Regions from separate parts of the Mus musculus genome. Here region 1 is linked to region 2. The links are chromatin contacts, called in public Hi-C maps. All regions are on one chromosome and are shown on one strand. Each heading gives the region's core, a stretch centred on a gene start, on an enhancer-like site or on the middle of the called end of the contact. The rest is flanking DNA. Distances are from core to core; before and after follow the strand shown.

Region 1 (3,677 bases), core at 428-2,927, 74 kb after region 2:
ATTTACAGTTCTCCCAGTTGAACATCTCATTTGTCATATTCTTGTCTATAGGGCTTATATTTCATTTTCCAGTTGGAACTTCTTTGAGCTGGTGTACCCCAAGCTTCTCCTTCATCATAACTATAGTGTATATGGTATAAAATTGGCAGATAATAGGATCTCTTTGTGTTTTGGTATTGTGTCAAATATGCCTACTTTTTCTTATGCGCTTTCTTTCCTGTCCATTGTTCCCTTTTGTACTAGTATAAAAGAAAAGGAAGAAGGAAGAGGGAATTCATAAAGCTTGCTCCTGTCACATTCCACTATCTAGACAAAGGGATGCCCAGGTCCTTCCACTAGACATAGGATCTGGATATATAATTAAGTTCTTACTTGCAGGGTGGGCTGAATGGAATAAAGGGGTGTGCTGAGATAACCTATTAGGAAGAAGCTCTATTACAGAGCCTAGATGACCCTAATAGGCCATGCATGAGATTGACCCAACCATAAGAGAGACTACAGATGCATACAATGTGGCTAGAGACTGAGATAGGAAACCAGCAAGAGATTCTCCTGAGAGGAGGTTATATGATGGTTCCCAGGCATCTCCTGTGCAGATGACAGTGCAGCTAGTTGTTTGAACTCTAGAAGGTACAGAGGAGCAGTTATAGACATTAATGTCACTCAGATTGTTGTCCTAGCTCCATGCTTTCAAAGTGTAGTGGGTCCTCCAGATACATTGGCACAGTAATAGCAGGACAGAGCCTCCCATCTTTCTCTACAATTGTGATGGGTGCCCTGGTCTGGAAAAACCCATTTGTAGCCTTTCCAGTCTCACATCTTAGCATGATACATGAAGATGTTTTCTAAGGTCCAAAGTTGCTAAAGATCTGAGCTACACTTTGTTTACCTCTTCCCCTAACCAAGCTCTGATTCTGTATTAGGATTTAAATAGGCTTGAGCTCTGTTCAAATTTGTGTTGGAGCTTGGTAGCATTATATCCTGACCATAGTTTTTCCTCTCTCTACTCCTCCCAGTACCACTGGTTAGTATATTATTGAAGACACCTGACTAATTTTTTCTTTTCTTTTCTTCCCTTTCTTTTCTTCCCTTTCCTTTCCTTTCCTTTCCTTTTCTTTCCTTTCCTTTCCGTTCCTTTTCCTTTCCCTTTTTTTTTTTTTTGGATTTGTGAGACAGGGTTTCTCTGTATAGCCCTGGCTGTCCTGGAACTCACTTTGCAGACCAGGCTGGCCTCAAACTCAGAAATTTGCCTGCCTCTGCCTCCCAAGTGCTGGGATTAAAGGTGTGCGCCACCACGCTCGGTGTTAATTTTCTTGAGACTGAATTAGTTTTCATGAAAATAGGTTGCAATCCTGCACCACACTTCGGGTTTTCTTGTATGTGGGCTGTTTCTACCTGTACTTTCTGCCCCTCCCACTTTCTGGCAGGAGTCGAAGTTGTAGAAAACCCTTATTATAAGCCAATCAGAAGCTAACACTGCATTTTTGGACTTTCAGAATGAAGAACCCAAATAAACTTCGTTTCTTCATAAATTACTCAGATTTAGGTGTTCTACAGCAACATCAAACTGGCTAAGCCATCTCCTTCTATCTAACGAACCATCAGGACCTGTCCTCAGACTATTTTTAGCAAAGCATATCTCAGTGGTTTGGAGGGGAGGAGCTATAAACTAGTTCATAGTGCAAAGCCACAGATGACAGTTCCTGCCAGGAGAAAGCAGTTGAGCCAGATGACGAGCTCCTTGGGTTGGAACAGGCAAGTCTTGTCAAACAAGGGGCAGAGTCAGTTTTGAAATCCTTCAGCAGGAAGCAGTTTGCCTTCCTGTTATCCATACTCTGGAACCTTCAGATATGTTTCCTTCCTGGTACTGTAATGGTAATAATCAAATATAGCTGGTTTGTCCTTTGAAGGATGGCAGGTTATTTCCGTTTGAAGCATATGCAGTCAGAGGTGAGCATACACATACTTAGATCTATGTGCCCTAAATACATGAGGTCACAGAAGGCTTTAGACTCCACAACAAATCAGGAAATGTTGCCTCTCTGGGTTTTATTGTTACTGGTATTTTCTTGTTGGTTTTTTAAAAAAATTAATTCTCTATGCCTAGACAGTGAGTGATAAGGTTTTTAGACTCCCTTGGCTACCAGCTGATTGTTGCAGTCCCCCTGAGCATCATCACCATGGCGGGGGCGGGGGGTGGTTCCTCCTATACTCATGGCCCCACATCCACTGCTCTGTTTTCAGCTCTTACCTAGAAGTCAAGCAGCCTAAAGCCACCCAAGTTTGGAACTGGGGTTTTGGTCTTTCACCAGGGAGAGAGGGATGAGAGAATAAATGGAATGATTGATTCTAAAAATGCAGAACTTTAAATGCTCGCCTGAGTTGAAGGAGCTAGTTTGTATGTAGCTGTTAAACTCCACAGAGGATCCCTAGACCTACTGCTGAACCTCATGCCATTGCCTTCTTCCAGCCACAGTTGAACATTTTGAAGAAAAGCAACTCTGGGGTCTGTTCATCTCTGTTTCTTCGAGAATCAGCAACTGCTGTGTTTCTTTATTATTGCCACATTTTTGCTGGTGATTTGCTGCTCTGCTTTTTCTGTCCTCGTCACCCAGTTTGGCATATTAAAATACAAAAGTAGGCCCATGTGCAGTACTTCCAAGTTTTGAGGAGTTAGTCTAGAGCCATATGGGTCTTGAAAGTGCAAGGAGGGGGATGTGGGAGGGTTTGGAGGGGGAAAGGGAAGAGTGAAATGATGTAATTATAATCAGTTGAACTTACTGAAACCAGAGAAAGTGGACTCAGTCCAAAAGCAGGATGGGGTGGGGGTGGGGAGAATAAACTCCCTCTGCTAGCTGGTACCTATCCAGTACTGACAGCTCATGGCTTGCAAACTAGCCCTTTCTTTTCAATCCTATCCGCCTCTGCAGTGGTCATGACACTCCTCATAAATGCAGACCCCGCCCCCTCCTGTTGCCACGCTCACAGGCATACTTTTTGGGACCACTTTTCACACTGTCTGTTATTACAAAATTTTCCATCCTCTCTCTCACCCTCCTTTGTCGTCTCTTCTTTTTCTTCCACCCAATTCCTTCCATGACACATTTCATGTATCGGCTGCAGTCCAAACCTTACACATCAAGAGGTTTTGGTTTTGGCTTGGTTTTGTTTTTACATGGCCCAGTAATCACAGAAAGTGTGATAGTTTGAAATTGTCATTACCTTTTTTATTTTTTCTTTCCCCACGTATTTTGAGGCAAGGTCTCTGGGGTAACAGCTTCTACTACAGAGGCTTCTGTGAGATTGTTTATAGATTATTTTAAACTAGGGCCAGAGAGATAGCTCAGCCAGGAAAAGTGCTTGAGTTTGATCCCTAGGATCCACAGAGTGGAAGGAGAGAGAGAGAGAGAGAGAGAGAGAGAGAGAGAGAGAGAGAGAGAGACAGACTACTCTCCAGAAGCTGTCCTCTGATCTCTGCACACGTTGTGGCATACGTGTGCAAGCTCACACACGTTACCATGTGCACAAAAATAAGGAAAAGAACTTTTTTTTTAAAAAAATGAAGAGTATTTCAAACCAGCAAGGATGGAGAAAGACATCCAGAAATAGGCATTGTTGGGACTTGGCAAGGAAGAATTAGGCCATAGGGTGTTGTCAGTTTCATGACTAAGCAGTAC
Region 2 (3,809 bases), core at 176-2,675:
CTCTCTTGATTAAAAATTTTAAAAGAAGAAATCTCCATGCTTGTTAGTTCCTTTTCTATTGCTGTGACAAGACACCACAACCAAGTCAACTTACATAAGAAAGAGTTTATTTAGGGCTTAAAGTTTAGAGGGAAAATCCTTCAGCATCCTTTTGGGGAAGGTGACAGCAGTCAGCCAGACATGGTGCTGGGTACTAGCTGGGAGTTTACATTTTGATCCTCAAGCAGGAAACAGAGCAAGCTAACTGGAAATGATGTGTGTTTTTGAAACCTCAAAGCCTATCCCAAGTGACACAACTCCTCCAACAATGCCACACCTCCTAATCCTTTCTACACAGTTTTACCAACTGGGGACCAAGGATTCAAATATATGAGTCTATAAGGACTTTTGTCATTCAAACAATCATAATCTCCAATCCTTTGAAGAGAAATAAGCTCTGGTGAGGCCCAGGAGCTAATATATTCTTTGGCTAATAAAACACAACTGGGTAAGATTTAAAAAAAAACTCATCTAAGACTTAGATTATTGAATATTCCTCAGTTGGATGGAAAGATATGATTATATGACATCTTTAGAGTGATTGCAAACTCTGTGGCTTTCAATGAGCAGATGGTATTATGATGCTTACTGGTTAAGTGAAACATATGGGATTGTTAGACTTCAGTTTATTTATTCCCATTGTATCCATGTTTCCTTGTCTAGGAAAAGGAAAGGGGGGTTGGTAAGGAATGGGAAACAATGTTACAGTTTTTAAAAGATTATTATTATTTAAGTGTGTGTGTGCCTGTGTGTGCAAGCAAGCCATGTTCCCTGTGTGAGTGCAGTTGCCCTTGGAAGTCAGAAGAGCATATCAGATCCTCTGGAGGTGGAGTGACATGTGGTTGTAGGGCACCTGATAAAGGGCATAAAACTCTGGTCCTCTGGAAGAACAATATGTGCTCTTAAGTACTGAGCCATCTCTCTCTCCCGAGGGTTATTTTTTTGACAGGTTGGATGTTTTCTGCTATTTATGTATGCTCGACGTGTACTTTGTGAAACACTCAGCCTAATGTATTTTCCAAGAAATCTTTAACCGCAGCCAGATCATTACCAAGAGCCACAGTCTCAGGAGCTCTTACTATTGTATTTCTACAGACTGGAGCTAGAGCCCAGCGTGCAGAAAGCCGAGGCTTCGATCCTCAGCACTGTGTAAACCAGCTGTGTTCCTGCATGGTTAGAAGTCAATTACCTGGAGGTGGAGGCTATAGGGTACACAGTTCAAGATCACCCTCAGCTACATAGTGAGTTTAAAGTCAAAGTGTACACACACACACACACACACACACACACACATACGCTATTAAACAGCCAGGTCAGATAGGACAGGTTCAAATCCTAACTCTGCTTCCTTAGAAGGCAAGTTAGTGACTCAGAGCTTTCTGTTCCTCATCTTTAAAATTAGAATAACAAGATGATTTGTCACTTACGGGTAGCACGAGGATTAAGTAAATGTGTATAATGATTAGAAAAGTACTTATCATATAATAATCACGTAGTTAAGGTTCTTTTTTACTAGAAAGGAATAGTTACCTTTTCCAGGACCATTGCAGAGAGAGAGATTTCATGTAGTGTATAAATTCATTTGCCATGTGTCTTCTTCAGTCTTATTTTAAAGTAGTCTCACTGTGTAGCTCTGGTTGGTTTGGAACTCAATCTGTAGACCAGGTTAGCTCCCAGCTCCCAGCAATCTGCTTTTCTCTACTTCCCCGTGTGCTAGGGTGAAAAGGCAAATGCCTCCTTGCCTAGCTTCCACCTCAGTTGTTGGGCCAGGGTCTCACACTGAACCCGGAGCTGATCAGTTTGGTTAGACTGGCTGGCCAATGGGTTTTCGGGATCTCTCTGCCTGTACCTCCCCAGCACCAGGATTATAGGTTCACCTTGCTGTGCCTGGTTCTACCTGAGTGCTAGGAATTCCTCTTGTTTGCATGGCGAACACTTTAGCAACAGAGCCATCTCTCCAGCCTGACATTTTTTTTTAAATCTTGATTATGGAAGATTTGAAACTCCAAAAAGTAGACTCGAATTTTGCTATATTTGTGGCAACTGTTTGTTTCATATTACCAAGTCTTAAATGTCAGCCACTAGAATGTAAATGCCATAATTTGGGACCTTGTCTGCATTAGTCACCACTCTATTTACAATTCCTTGAAAAAAAATTGTTAAAACTACTATGTATCATTGGTCTTCAGTAAATGTTTGTTGACAAGATAAGTGAAGACCCTCTTTTGTCTTAATCCAGTTAGAACTCTAAAGCTCACTGTGCTCCTGCTGGGCTTGTGGTGTAGCTGAAAATTCCCTTTCCATTTATTCATTAATTGCCTCAGGTATTCATTTACTGAAGCATCACCAAATTTCTTGTACAGATCATCAGTGGCACCCTGAGATTTCTCTATGACTGACTGACTGAATGGGTGACAATCCACATCAAAAGCAATCAGCTGAGTGGTATATGCAGATCAGTGGTTCTCAACCTGTGGATATCCTATCCCGCACATATCATATCCTGTATATCTGATATTTATATTATGATTCATAAACATTAGCAAAATTATAGTAATGAAGTATCAATGAAAATAAATTTCTGGTTGGAGAAGCTCACCACAACATGGCAAATTGTATTGAAGAATCACAGCATTATGAAAGTGGAGAAACAATTGACCTAGATGTTGTAGTTATAGATTAGGTATAGAGTGGTTTTCCTTGTTTGTTTGCCCGGATGATTATTGATTAGGAGTCAGGTAGATATGATCTAGGTAATTGGTATTTAACACTTCTTACCAAAGTCATACTTTGGCTCAGTCATTATTTCTAGGTTTCTCATCTGATACCATGGATTGTCTCAAAACCTTTTATTTATGTTTTGTTTGAGACAGGCTACCATGGACCCTAGGCTCATTTCTAACCCACTATGTAGGTGGGGATGATAATGAACTGTTGATGCTCCTGTTTCTACCTTCCAACTTCTGGGATTACAGGCATATACCTCCATGCCTGGGTAGATTGTCCCTTGATCTGAGAAACTTGTATATATAAAGGACCATATAAGGCAGGGAGAAGGACTAGCAGAGTTGTGTCCATAGTTGCTGTGAGAATCGGGCAGAAGGGAATTTCCTGGGATGCTGAAAAGTAAGGGAGTATCTAAAGATATTTTCAAGGAAAAGAGTGTTCAAAAATGATGGGAAGTCACAGGATTGACGGTATGTGTGTGGATCGGGAGAAAGCATGATTACAATGAAGGGGCAAATAGGTAGATTGGGCCGGAGCTCAGGGAGGGTCAGGTTGTGATGGTGGTAGGCAGCTGGTGCCTCTTTCCACAGGAGTTTGCCAGTCTGCTTTCCCTGGGTGGGCTGGCATGTTGGTGGAGGAGTTCAGTTGTGCACTTTAGAGAGATAACTAGGGAGGTGCCTGAGAATGTGGACTAGAGATTGAAGAGGAAGTAGCTGGCAGAGTTGCCAGCCCAGGGCTCTGTGGTTGATGACTAATTGGCCAGGCACCAGGAGCTTCTAGTAGCTCCTGGAAAGGGGCAGATGGGCCCACCTCATGCACACACTTGCAGCCAGGCTGCCATTGGCACGGTTGGCAGCAGAATTGACAGATGAGCCAAATTTTCTTTCAAAGAAAATTGTTCTGTGTGTTTGGGGAACCAGAAAGCCAAGAGTCAGCATTCTATTGTCTTTGCTCATAGATGAACTAGCCATGGGGGTGGGGAGCGGGGGATAAGTTAGGAGGGTATTGTTTAAATACATTTGCATTTGTGTATGCACCCATAT

The links. A called contact is a pair of places that touch in the nucleus more often than the background predicts.
Region 1: a contact with region 2 is called in a Hi-C map of bone marrow-derived macrophages, with 1.7 times the contacts expected there. The contact joins two enhancer-like sites. A contact is called at or near these places in 11 of 484 Hi-C or Micro-C datasets (the C2C12 cell line, CD8 central memory T cells, the MNK3 cell line and 8 more), 4 of 115 datasets of contacts at active chromatin or transcription factors (bone marrow-derived dendritic cells, embryonic fibroblasts, fibro-adipogenic progenitors and 1 more) and 3 of 9 other capture datasets (adipose tissue, liver and pancreatic islet).

What each region holds. Positions count from the first base shown.
Region 1 is chrX:159,907,969-159,911,645 of GRCm38.p6, forward strand. The region is part of intron 9 of Sh3kbp1 (SH3-domain kinase binding protein 1); the gene reads left to right. Among named protein-coding and RNA genes, the nearest start is that of Map3k15, 78 kb to the right of the region's middle. Within about 2 kb of position 1,678, at least 51 of the 459 cell types and tissues checked have an H3K27ac peak or open chromatin away from gene starts, as enhancers often do. A contact at or near this core is called in bone marrow-derived macrophages, where this site is marked.
Region 2 is chrX:159,834,051-159,837,859 of GRCm38.p6, forward strand. All of the region lies in intron 6 of Sh3kbp1 (SH3-domain kinase binding protein 1), which reads left to right. Among named protein-coding and RNA genes, the nearest start is that of Map3k15, 150 kb to the right of the region's middle. Within about 2 kb of position 1,426, at least 5 of the 459 cell types and tissues checked have an H3K27ac peak or open chromatin away from gene starts, as enhancers often do. A contact at or near this core is called in bone marrow-derived macrophages, where this site is marked.